2 separate regions of the Sus scrofa genome follow, and region 1 is linked to region 2. A link is a contact called in public Hi-C data. All regions are on one chromosome and are shown on one strand. Each heading gives the region's core, a stretch centred on a gene start, on an enhancer-like site or on the middle of the called end of the contact. The rest is flanking DNA. Distances are from core to core; before and after follow the strand shown. Region 1 holds the start of PRCC (proline-rich protein PRCC). Region 2 holds the start of ARHGEF11 (rho guanine nucleotide exchange factor 11).

The links. A called contact is a pair of places that touch in the nucleus more often than the background predicts.
Region 1: a contact with region 2 is called in a Hi-C map of heart right ventricle, with 3 times the contacts expected there. The contact joins the promoter of PRCC here to the promoter of ARHGEF11 in region 2. A contact is called at or near these places in 1 of 47 Hi-C or Micro-C datasets (heart right ventricle) and 1 of 2 datasets of contacts at active chromatin or transcription factors (alveolar macrophages).

What each region holds. Positions count from the first base shown.
Region 1 is chr4:93,321,176-93,327,067 of Sscrofa11.1, forward strand. PRCC (proline-rich protein PRCC) reads right to left here and starts at 4,324. Exons shown (of 7, transcript XM_001924343.6): 1 at 3,319-4,324. The coding sequence starts at 3,786.
Region 2 is chr4:93,043,554-93,049,447 of Sscrofa11.1, forward strand. ARHGEF11 (rho guanine nucleotide exchange factor 11) reads left to right here and starts at 1,980. Exons shown (of 42, transcript XM_021089647.1): 1 at 1,980-3,516. The coding sequence starts at 3,485.

The DNA of each region.
Region 1 (5,892 bases), core at 3,074-5,573, 280 kb after region 2:
ACTATAAGGGCTCCTCATGGCCCCGGAATTAAGTACAAAGGCCCTGGCATGGTACTCCACGCCCATTATCATCTGGCCTCAGCCTCTTTCTCTCCAGCCTCATCTTTCACGACCCCGCCCACCCAAGAGCTCCAGCCACGATGCCTTACTACTTACTTAAGCCCCCGCAACCCAAAGCATTTTCATTCTCTGTCACCTCTGGGCTTTTGCACATTCTGTTCCCTCTGCCTCGTGTGTTCCTCTCCACCGCCCCTTTCTCTGACTACCTCTTGCTCATCTATCTTAACTCTGTTTAGACCTTATCTCTTCCAGGAAGCCCCCCCAATCTCTAGAGCGGATTAGGGCCCCAAAGAAATGCTCCCATGGGAGTTCCCGTCGTGGCGCAGTGGTTAAGGAATCCGACTAGGAACCATGAAGTTGTAGGTTCGATCCCTGGCCTTGCTCAGTGCTTTAAGGATACGGTGTTGCCGTGAGCTATGGTGTAGGTCGCAGACATAGCTCGGATACCGTGTGGCTGTGGTGTAGGCCGGCGGCTACAGCTCTGATTAGACCCCTAGCCTTGGAACCTCCATATGCTGAGGGAGTGGCCCTAGAAAAGGCAAAAAGACAAAAAGAAAAAAAAAAAAGAAGAAAAGAAAAGAAATGCTCCCATGGCACCAACTCTAACATGGTTCTTCTCTGACTTGACCTAAGTTCTATTTCCTCGTCTGTCTCTTTCAATACACTATAAGCTTCTTTTGTGAGGGTCTGTCATATTAACTACTCTACTCTTAGTTCCTGGCACAGAAAAGCAGCTCAATAGTGAATGAATGCAAGAATAAGTGTTCAGAGTTAATTACCTCTACTTTAGCACCAAACTCCAAAGGGAAATTATTTAAAGCTAATTCATTCCCTCTAAGCGCCAGACACAGAACTTAAAACCAGGTTTTAGAACCACAACTATTTCAAAGGCAAAAGTCACCTTTGCCTAATCATCTTGAAAGCTTAGGTTGCCTTTTCCAGGAATTAAATGTTCAGAGAATAAAATACAAATTTGAACAAAACAAAAACGGGAAATTAAACTAGTTAAGGCCTAGGATTTGGCTTTATTTTAATTAATTATCCATGTCATTGTTCACCTCGGGAATTTAGCGAGTTATACTTACAAAGGAGGTATAGTCAGAAGTCCTCAGAGTTTTCTGCCACTTTAGCCAGCCTTAATGGAAGATTCTAGAGCTTCTACCAGCAACTTTTTCTTTTTTTTGGTCTTTTGAGCACCTCACTGAGGCATATGGAGGTTCCCAGTAGGGGTCTAATCACAGCTGTAGCTGCCAGCCTACGTCACAGCCACAGCAACACTAGATCCAAGCTGCAAACTACACCACAGCTCACGGCAACACCGGATCCTTAACCCACTGAACGAGGCCTGAGATCGAACCCGCAACCCTCATGGTTCCTTGTCAGATTCATTTCCACTGTGCCATGATGGGAACTCCTACCGGCAACTTTTTCTAATGCTACCTTCGCAGACATAGAAATGAGCCTTTTGACTGTCCCTGTGGAGGCAGGCAGGCTGGCTCAAAATGCCATCTTCACCCATATATCACAGTTAGGCTGAGAGAAAATCTGGGGAGAATACTGTAAAAAGAGAATGCCCCCAAATGAACCTATTTTCCTCTTATTCAGGGAATTTCCTTTGCTCTAGATTAAGTCAAGGCCAAAATAAGTTTCAGTGGAGCAAGAGAAGTCTTTTTGGTGAGAAAGAAGGGGGAAATAATCTGGGGGGAAAAAAAAAGTTTGGAATAAGGTAGTGAGGTAGATTCTGGAACCTCCTTCTATGAAAAATCCATATTCATTTGAGTTCATTCGTTCAGAAAATACTAAGGTAGGACTCGGTATTTGCCAAGCACTGTTTTAACCACTGGGCACACAACAGTGAGTAAAAGCTCTGCCTTCACGGAGTTTGTATATGAGCAGAAACAGAGGCAATAAAATGCATTTTGTTTTTATATTTTATAGTGTAGTATTTCATAGTGTAGTATAGTATTTCATAGCACAGTATAGTACAGTATTTTATAGTATGTTAGATAACGGCAGTGAAGTATTTCAGATGGTGGTGCCAGGGAGAAAAATAAAGCCAAGTGGAGTGGGAGGAGTGGGGGACAGGAAGTTGCAATTTTAAATAGGTTGGCTAGGACGTCCTCATTGAGAACAAAGTCTTTTAAGCCAAAATTTGAAAGAGGTGAGGGAGGGGACATTAGCACGTCTATGGGGAGAAGCCAAAGGACCCACAAGTGCAAGGAACAGAAAGAGCCCCCAGGCAGAGTTGGAAGTCTGAAGAAAAGCCAGAGCTACAGTCAGCTTCTCTCAGGAGGATTACCAAAGGGGAGCCAGGGATTGACCAATTAACCTTCCAGAACCGAGAAAGGAAAGAACTCCGGAGAACTCTAAAACAGGACCTGCCCCTAAGCTGTCTCCTTTATCCCCAAAGCACTCACTCCAAGGAAGGCCTTCGAACTGTCCGCTCCAACATTCAGAAAACAACATAAGTTTAGTCGCCTATTCTAGGATCCAAGGGTCCTAAGTCACCTAGGCTTGACAAATACCTCAATGGCGAAACTGAGGCAGAGGTCTGGAGTCCAGGCAGACTCAGCTCCTAAACTTCACTCTGCCCTTTACCAGGTAACAGCTCGCACGCTGGACACCTGTTTCTCATCTGTAACTATTAGGACATCATCTCCCACAGTTCTGTAATAATCCAAGGAAAGGGTCAATGCCTGGCAAATGATCTGTACTCAAAAAAATATTCAGTTTCTTCCCTGCCCCCCTCAAAAACAGAATCCAAGATCCCAAGCCTTCTCCTTCAGACCCCGATGCTTTTAAGTTCAGAGGCAAAGGAAAAGGTTAGTCCTAAATGTTCAGCAAGGGTTCGGGAATCCTGTCTCCTGTCACCTCTTCAAGTGCCAGGTTTTATGCTGTCCTCAGTATAAGAGGGAAAGGAAAAACAAAAAACCAAAAAACCTGGCCCGCGGTGAAGATGCAACAAGGGAGAGTGGACCTAAGTGTCGCTAGGCCTGGGCCTGTCAGTGCCAGGTGATGGTTTATGGCCCTTCTGCAGGCGAGTCTAGCAGGAGAAACCCGCGTGGACCAATACCCTAACTCCCCGAAAGTTGACAAACTTCGGCTCCCATTAATCGCACTGTACCAGGAATCCAGCGGCCTAGAATCAATGGTTGCATTTATAGGACGGAGTCCCAGAATCCCCACGAATCCATCCTACAGCTTAGCCCATGCCCAAATCCAATGGACAGTTTGGGGGTGCCCTTCCCGGATACTCACATCCCCCTTATGCAGCTCCGGCGCCGCAATCTTCACCGGCTCTGTCCGCTTCTTTGGCTTGGGAAGCCCCAGGGGGGACCCGGCGCCGCCGATGGGGGGGGGAAGACTGAGGCCAGGGCCTCTGGGCGAGGGCAGCCCCAATCCTAACCCCTCCCCAACTCCCGCCGCCTCAGCCGGGCTCACGCCTGGAGGTGGGGGGAAGCCTCCCAGGCCGAAGGGCAAGGGGGGAGGAGGCTGGAGCCGGGGGTCTCCGGTGGGTGGGGGCAGCAACAGCGGCGGGGGAAAGGCTGGGGCCAGCATCTGGGGGGGCGGAGGCAGCAAAGCCGGACCCTTGGGTGCGGGGAGAGAAGCGAACAAGCCCCCTAAAGTGGGCCCAGGTGTAGGGGCCGCCGCCTCCTCTTCCTCCGGCTCCGGCTCAGCCTCATCCGGCTCACTCTCATCGCTGCTGGCGTAAGCAACCAGCGACATGGCGCCGCCCGCCTTTGGGGCGCCCTTGCCGGCAATCAAGGCCTACTTGAGACCGGGGATGCCCAGAGGCCTAGTGGGCCCCGCCACTTGGCGGGGCAGGAAACTAAAAAGCCCGCCTTCCCCGTACTCTAGGACTATCCGTGGCAGAAGCCCATGCCCACAGTTGATTTCCACCGAATAAGGCTTCCCTCTTCACTTAAGCTCCTAGTCCCGGGCAACTACACACAGCTAATGGCCGCCGAGTCACTCCGCCTCCTCCTCGCCTCACCAATACAGGAACTACAACTCCCAGAGAATACTTTGAGCACAGCACCATTATCCGACGCAAGTAGCTCAGCGCAAGGCACGGCGGGAATCGGAGTCCGAGGAAGAATTAAGCGGCGCGGAGAAAGACAGGCGGTAAACCCGCCTCTGACACGAGGACTCCTGGGAGGAGTAGTTTTTTGGAGTCGTCTGACAATTCCTGGACAACTACAAGTACCACCGGTCACCGCGGTAGTCAGGGAGCCGGGTCGGAGAGCATTTCGGTACTTGAAGTTCCCTAGGGTAGCTGCTTGGGCGCTAAGATTTATGGGAGACGTAGTGCTCGTAGAAACTGCAAGTGATGTCGGGAATGTGAGGGAGTCTGGGAAGGTGGAGGATTGGGGAAAATAGCTTAAAGGGAAAGTGATCTGTAAATCTGTAAATGAACTGATGAAGCCTTTGAGTCCACTGAAGAAACCCGGAGCACCCAGGAACAATCAGAGTCCTAGAGACCTGTACGAAGTTGGGCTGCGAGCCAGAAAGAAGGCCTAATAATAAACATCTGCAGGCTAAAGTAAATGTGACATAAGAGGGAATAAATGATCTCCCTCGCCTTGACCAAAATGCACATCCAGGAGCACATCTGGCCCGTCTAGCCTGGGTCCTGAGCTCTCTCTGCAGTGAAACAGAACGATGGGCAGGACCCTGGAAGGCAGGGCTCGGTACTTGAGATTTGGGGGCAGCTCCATCTCAGCCCCTATCACAGATTTGAGTCATTGCCTGAGTCCATCCCTTCCTGCATATGTTCTTTGTATCTGTCTCTGCCTGGTGTTTGTTGTGCCTTTCTGCGTGAACTTGTTAATTGGTCCTGTGAGTGACCTTTCTATCCATCCGTGTTGATGTGTGTCCTTTTCCCAGCTCAGGTATGTCTGCTCGTGATTCTGCTGCTCTTTCCCTGTCCACCTGTAATTTTGTGTCCTTTTCATGTTTATTCGTCTTTGCCCCTTCCTGTCTGCCTGGGACTGGGTGCCCTCTACTTGTCAACTCTGTGTCTTTTATAATTTAAAGCTTTATGTACTAAAGCACCTCTGTGTGTGCTCTATCCCCCTACTCCCAGAGAGCAGAAGCATCTACTGAGCTCAGCCCATGAAGACTGTTGAGGTTTGGGGAGGAGGCTAAAGAGGAAGATGGAAAGGATGATGATGGCCACAACAACAACCAAAAAGAGAGTCAGTGAAGGCCCAAGTGTGAGTGAATTCACCATTAGAGAAGGTTGCTGTGCCCTCCACCTCCCCCCGCCCCACCCCCACCTTCTCCATGTGTCTAAATCTCACCCTGCCTTCACCAACAAATTCATATGCTGCCTTCTCCATCTGTTTGCTTCAATCTGTTTGCTCCCTGCTCTGGATGCCCAGAGCACTTTTTTTTTCCTGCCTACCAAATCTTAAACTTTAATGTGCCTAAGATCCCTGGGAAAGCTTCTTAAAAATGCAAATTGCTGAATTCCAGCCTAACTGATTCCTCTTCAGTAGGTGTGGAGTGGGGCCCAGAAGTCTGGATTTTTAAGAAAATCCTCAGTTGATTGCAAAGCAGGTACAGTGAGGACTACCCTGAGAAATTAGACCTTTGGTTCTATCTCGAAACTGGTATGCTTTGCACAGTGTTGACTTCTTCTTCTTTATTTACTTATGTATTTATTTTTTGCTTTTAGGGCTGCACCTGTGGCATATGGAAGTTCCCAGGCTAGGGGTCAAATCGGAGCTACTGCTGCCAGCCTATGCCACAGCCACAGCAATGCAGGATACGAGCCATGTCTGACCTACACCACAGCTCACAGCCACACCAGATCCTTAACCCACTTTG
Region 2 (5,894 bases), core at 730-3,229:
TTGCTGTGGTGAGGGTTCGATCCCTGACTGGGAAATCCTTTTTTTTTGCTTTTTTGTAGGGCCACATCCATAGTTCCCAGGTCAGGCGTTGAAAGAGAACTGTCAGTCTAGGCCACAGTCACAGCAACTAGGGTTACGAGCCTCACCTGCAACCTGCACCACAGCTCACAGCAACACTGATCCTTAACCCACTGAGCAGGGCCAGGGATCGAACCCTCATCCTCATGGATCATAGTGGGGTTAACCACTGAGCCATGAAGGAAACTCCTAGCCTGGGAATTTATGCATGCTACATATGTGGCCAAAAAAACCAGCCTTTGCCTTGTGGTGAATGTGATTGGAAGAGGAGTTATCATGATTTAACAAAAACAATCAAGAATGCACCCCTGGAGTTCCCTGGTGGCTCGGAGCTGGCGTTGCTGTGGCTCTGGTGTAGGCCGGTGGCTACAGCTCCGATTAGACCCCTAGTCTGTGAACCTCCATGTGCCGCGGGAAGCAGCCCTAGAAAGACAAAAAAAAAAAAAAAGAGAGAGAGAGAGAGAAAAGAAAAATGTTTGGTGATACCACCAAAGACGTTTAGGAAGGGAATAAAGAAAAGGCTAATAGCAATTTCAACTGTGACGCCTCCGATTTCAGGCAGACCTGTCTTTGCTATTTCTGGTTTAGGGACTGAAGCCAGATGGGGATGGGGTGAAATTCTTATATTTACTAACTTGTACCTGGTATAATTCAGAGGAAGCTTCTAGTTCATTCTGAGCCCGCAGCAGATGCTTATTAGTCTTTCTTCTTGCTCTTTGCAAGCTCATCACTTCTAACACTGCTGGGGTCCCTCAGCTCCCTCTTTATTGCTTCTGGATGTGTGCAGCTAAATACACATACACATGTAGTCCCCCCAGAACAACCAAGATGGTGTAGAAGGGAGAGAACATAATGCAAATACATCACTGCCAGCAGGGTGTTTTACAACAGCATTTACCTAGGCAAGAAGACAAAGTTCATCTCCCAGTCCTAATGAAAAAGGTTTCCTTGCTGTCTTAATTATTTTTAACTATAACGCTTGGGACCTTCTGACTAATGTCATGTTACTTGGAAAGATTTAGAAACTGTGATTCTATGAGAGGGGAATTGTGGAAAGAGAACTGTCTCTGAAAGGATTTTCCATCTAGTTCAAAAACACTTTACTCAGCCTGGTATTAAGATGCCCAAACAACAGGAGAGGGAAGAGCCAAAGGGTCTCTTCCCCCACCTTCAGTGGGTGTTAGAAATGAGGAGAACCACTCAAAAGGGAGGAAACAGTTAAAAGAGCTCCGGGAGCCCAGGCAGGAGGGCGCGACAAATTTTTGCAAAATAAGGAGAGGAAAAAAAGGTGGGAGAAGGGACGCAGGGGCGGTGGAGAGCAGGGGTGATGACTGGGAACGCAAAACCCAGGATACGTGGGGAGGGGGCCTAGGGGCGCCGGGCACCGCAGCGGGGGTGGGAAGAGGGGAAGAAACAAAGGTCGGGTCCGGAGGGCAGGGCAGTAAAAGGGGGGAAAGCACCCAAGAGAAAGCGGAGAGAAGGCGGTAGGGGTGGTGGCGAGGGCGGCGCGCGGTGCCTCGCGGGGTCCGGGCCGGGGCCGTCGAAGGACCAGGCCAGGAAAAGCCGGGGATTCGGCCAAGCCCGGGATCAGCTAGGCCGCAGCGACGGGCAAGGCCGGCGACTGTGGGGCCGCGGAGGGAACCGGCCGAGGAGCGGCGGCGAGGAGTCAGCGCGGGGCAGTGCGCGCAGGGAGAGCCGGAGAGGGGCCGGCGGGGCGGGAGCGGCGGCCGCAGCATCGCGGCAGGGAAGGGCGGTCGGTTTCCCGCCCCCGCCCCCCGGCCGCGGCGTGAGGGGAAAGGCCGGCGGGCAACGCCGGGAGGAGGAGGAGCCTGCGGCCCCGCCCCCGCCGGAGCGAGGGAAGGAGAAAGGCTCGCGGGGAAGGAGGAGGGAGGGCAGCGCGGGGAGGGGGCGGCCGGCCGGGCCTGCGCCCGAGTGAGCGGCGAGCCGGGGGGGAAGGGGCCCGGAAGGAGGCGAGCGCGGCCGCGACGCCGGGAGCCGGACGCCCGCCCGTGCCGGCCTGCCGCCGCCGCCTTCCCTGCCTGTGCCCGAGCCGGGAGTCCCGCAGCCGCCGAGGCCGGAGCGCGGCGGTCGGGCGTGGGGCGAGCGGGCGAGCGGGGCCGGGAGCCGGAGGCCGCCGGCGGTCCTGCGCGAGGCGCGGTGGGCTCCTGCCTGCGAGATTAGGCGAGGGGCGGAAAGGGAGGAAAAAGAGAGGCCGAACGAGAGAAGCCAGGCGATCGGATTGTCCGGGAGGCTGGTGTGGAGGAATATCCCACCCCGAACTCAAATCCACAATAATAATCCAAACTAGTAATAATAAGGGAGCAGTTTTTCTGGCCAGGCGAGAGGCAGAGCAGGGGGAACGCGAGGAAGCGAAATCTCCGTTTCATGGAGGCTGAGGCAAGAGAAATTTTCGGAGCCTGGATGTGGAGGAGCAAAACAGAACTAACTCAGGAAATTGTCTTTCAGAAAAAGGCCGAACCTGGGCTGGGAATCAGGCTGGGGTAGGTGGAGAAACCTGCAAGTTTAAAGGAAAAAGAAAAGGGGGGAATATTTTCAGAGACTTTTTTCTCTGATTTGTGGCATTGCTACCAATTTAAAGGTTAAAAAGCATTGCATTTCAGGTGTTTTTTGATTTTTTTGGGGGGGCTGCGATTGGCTCATTTGAGGATTTCAGAACCTTTAATGTAAAAGCTTTTTTTTTTTTTTTGAAGGAAATTCATAATTTTGGATCCCAGGGTTGCACTGGACTTGGAAGGAGTGCTGTTGTGTACATACTATTATATGGTTTATTTATTTTTTTACTGTGCAAATCAGCTGCAAGATTTTTTTTTTCCAGGTGCCAATTTGGATTTATTCTTTTTTTTTTTTCTGTCCCTCAATATATCTGTTGTTGTGGTTTTAAGCATTGGAGGCCAGAGAATTGTTTTTCCCCCCTTTGGAGCTTGAGGCTCTCTTGCCAACAGAAGGACAGCTGGGAAAACTGGATTAAAAGGATGGTTTTTATCCATGTTTTGCAGTTAAGACTGATATTTTGAAGGCACATTCTTTCTGTGATTCATTTTTTTTTTTTTTTTTTTTAAGCCCATAGCGCTAACCTTGAAGAGATTTGTGGTTGGGTTTTTGGTTTCTAAGAAGGTCACAGTTTTTCTCTTTTTCTTTCTTTCTTTTTTTTTTTTTTTTTTTTAAGAGGGGGGAGGGGAAAGGGGGCTGAGAAAGGAGACCATGTTAACTGGTAGAAGTAGAATGGAGCTTCAGTTACCAGGGTCCTGAGAGCTGGAGGAAAAAGGATTCAATCTTCAAGTTGAGAGGCCCTCCTCTCGCCCTTCTAAAAAAATTGCAAGCGATTCAATCTCGATCAAGACCTCAGAACTACAGGATTCTGGAACCGTGGAGACACCGAGAAACCATGAGTGTAAGGTTACCCCAGAGTATAGACAGGTAGGTTTGCTAATATTGTGGGGTTGTTTTTTTTTTTTTTTTTTTTTTAAACCTTTAAGGAAGAAGACTGAGAGGGAAGGTGTTGCATTTTGATAAAAGGTTGCAAAAGGGTCTGGGTGGGCTGTGGGAATTGGTGGTTTAGAAGCATTGGTCTTGGGTACTGTCTGGGCATGTGTGTTTATTCTCCCTCTGTGTGTGTCCATGTTCAAAGCATATCCCTGATTCAGTGTTTTTTTTAATATAAGCGATAGACGGTGATGCCAGGAGTGGGGAAAGAGAGGGAAATGCTTCCAGCCGCCTTTGACTTTTGCCAGGCCAGAGGCTGAATTTGAGTCTCCAACTTGCCAGCCTAGGGGTGGGAGGCGTGCACAAGCCTGGTCACGTGAGACCTCAGGGTGAATTGGGACCGGCTTTAGGTGTTGGATCTGCAGGGGGAAAGGCCCTGGCAGGGGCGTGGGCCTCCACCAGGCTGGTCATTGTGGAATGGTGGGGCTTAGTGGATGGATCCACTGAGAAGTGGGTGGATCCCGTTTCTACCTTGAGGAGGGTGTTCTTGCCCTGAACGATGAGACAGAAACACCCTTTGCACCCATGCAGGTCTGGATTTTTACCAGTGGCTGGTAATGGCCCCCAAATGCATAGATCACACTAGAATTTCTTCCTCTTCAAGCTTAGGGTTTAAATGGAAATCTGCCAATCAGCGGATGCGCCAGGTTTAATCTTCCAACCGTTTTTAATAAGCTTGACTCTGCGAAATGGGCCTTCCCTCTGCCTAGAGCCGGAAGAGGTTGTGTGGGGCTCTTAGGCCTGACAGGCAGAGGCACTGGGCCCTTAGAGTCTGAGCACAGGATGTTCTTACCCCCCACCCCAGAGTCTGCCCAGCCTCCACATCCCCAGTAACACCACAGTTTACAACTTTGTTAAGGTGTCTGCCTTTGCTTTTCCTCCCCTTCTCTTCAACCCTTTCTCCTTGAGGATCCTGAGAGAGGGTTGTTGTGTGGGTGCTGCACACGTCCTAACTGGACGGATGGATGGTTGGAAGACTGAACAAGCCAATGAAAGGCCTGGGGCGGGGGGTGGGGGGGCAATGGTTACTGGAGAGCTAGGGAAGAATATTTGGAAGGGAGCAATTGCTTTCTCCCTATGCAGTTAACCTTTGATTATCCATGGTAATAATAATTTCTTTTTGGCTGTGGAATGTGGCCTGAAATGCATATAATCTCTCGCGCGCTCGCTCGCTCTCTCTCTCGAAAACAGTAATCTCAGTATTGCCTCAGAGTCCCGTTTAGATTAGTTCAGCACTCCCCAGACGGGGACCTGACTTGGCAGTGGAGAGAAGGCAGACAGCCACAAAAGACAGAAAGTGTATGTGGCTGTTTGGAACCTCATCCCTTCCCCTTTTTGTTGGCTTCTCTTTAGCTTGACTCTTGTAGAGGGAGAACTGAGGCATGTCAAGGCAAGGAGTTGAAATGGTTTCATGGCTACCTTTCCAATCCCCTTGGAATTTGGGAATTAGCGCACTTGCCTTTTTGAGATTGGGGTGTGTGTGTGTGTGTGTGTGTGTGTGTGTGTGAACTCTTTCTCTGAATTCAGAGATGTGAGAAGACAGAAACCCAGGGGTTGGGGATGCAAGAAAGAGGCAATGAGGGTTCCTGGGCTGGTGTGAGAGGCGCCTCTGGGAGTTTGCATATCCTCCCAGTCTTCTCGGGATTTGTATAGCATGGTTTTTCTGAGCATTTTCATAGGAACATATTTCATTTGAGCCTCAGACAAATTGGAGATTATTAGTCCCCTTTTCCAGAAGGGGTGATGGAGGCTGAGAGAGGATCCTTGGCTAGTCCAGTGCCATCTTCCCTGATGAATGGCAGACTCTGGACAAAAACACCGGTTTTCTAATCCTGAACCTGAGGCTCTTTTTGTTGCCCCACCCTGTCTAAGAAGGTTTGTATCCAGGTCCTGTGGAATAGGTGGAGGGACTGTTTTAGTCTCCTTGTCTGGCGGTAGGGTGAGATGCTTTTCAGCACCCTCTTGCGCTGTTGGTTTTAATTGTCTTGGGGCTGGCACCTATAATTTCTGTGGTTATAGCACCATTTTCTTCTGTGGGATAATGCAGCCTTGCAGGGTGAGAGCGTTCCTACCTCTGCTCCGCCTTGATTCTCTTCCCCTTAAAGGATCAACTCTGGGGCTTGGGTGCCCTTCTAGATATCGCCAGTTGCAATGGATCTTACCCCTTTAGCTGTAAGTTCATTCTGTTGGTTGGACCTTATGACATCTCAGGTTCAAGACCCTAGGGATTTTATTTTATTTTATTTTTGTCTTTTTGGCTTTTCTTGGGCCGAGCCCTCGGCATGTGGAGGTTCCCAGGCTAGGGGTCTAAT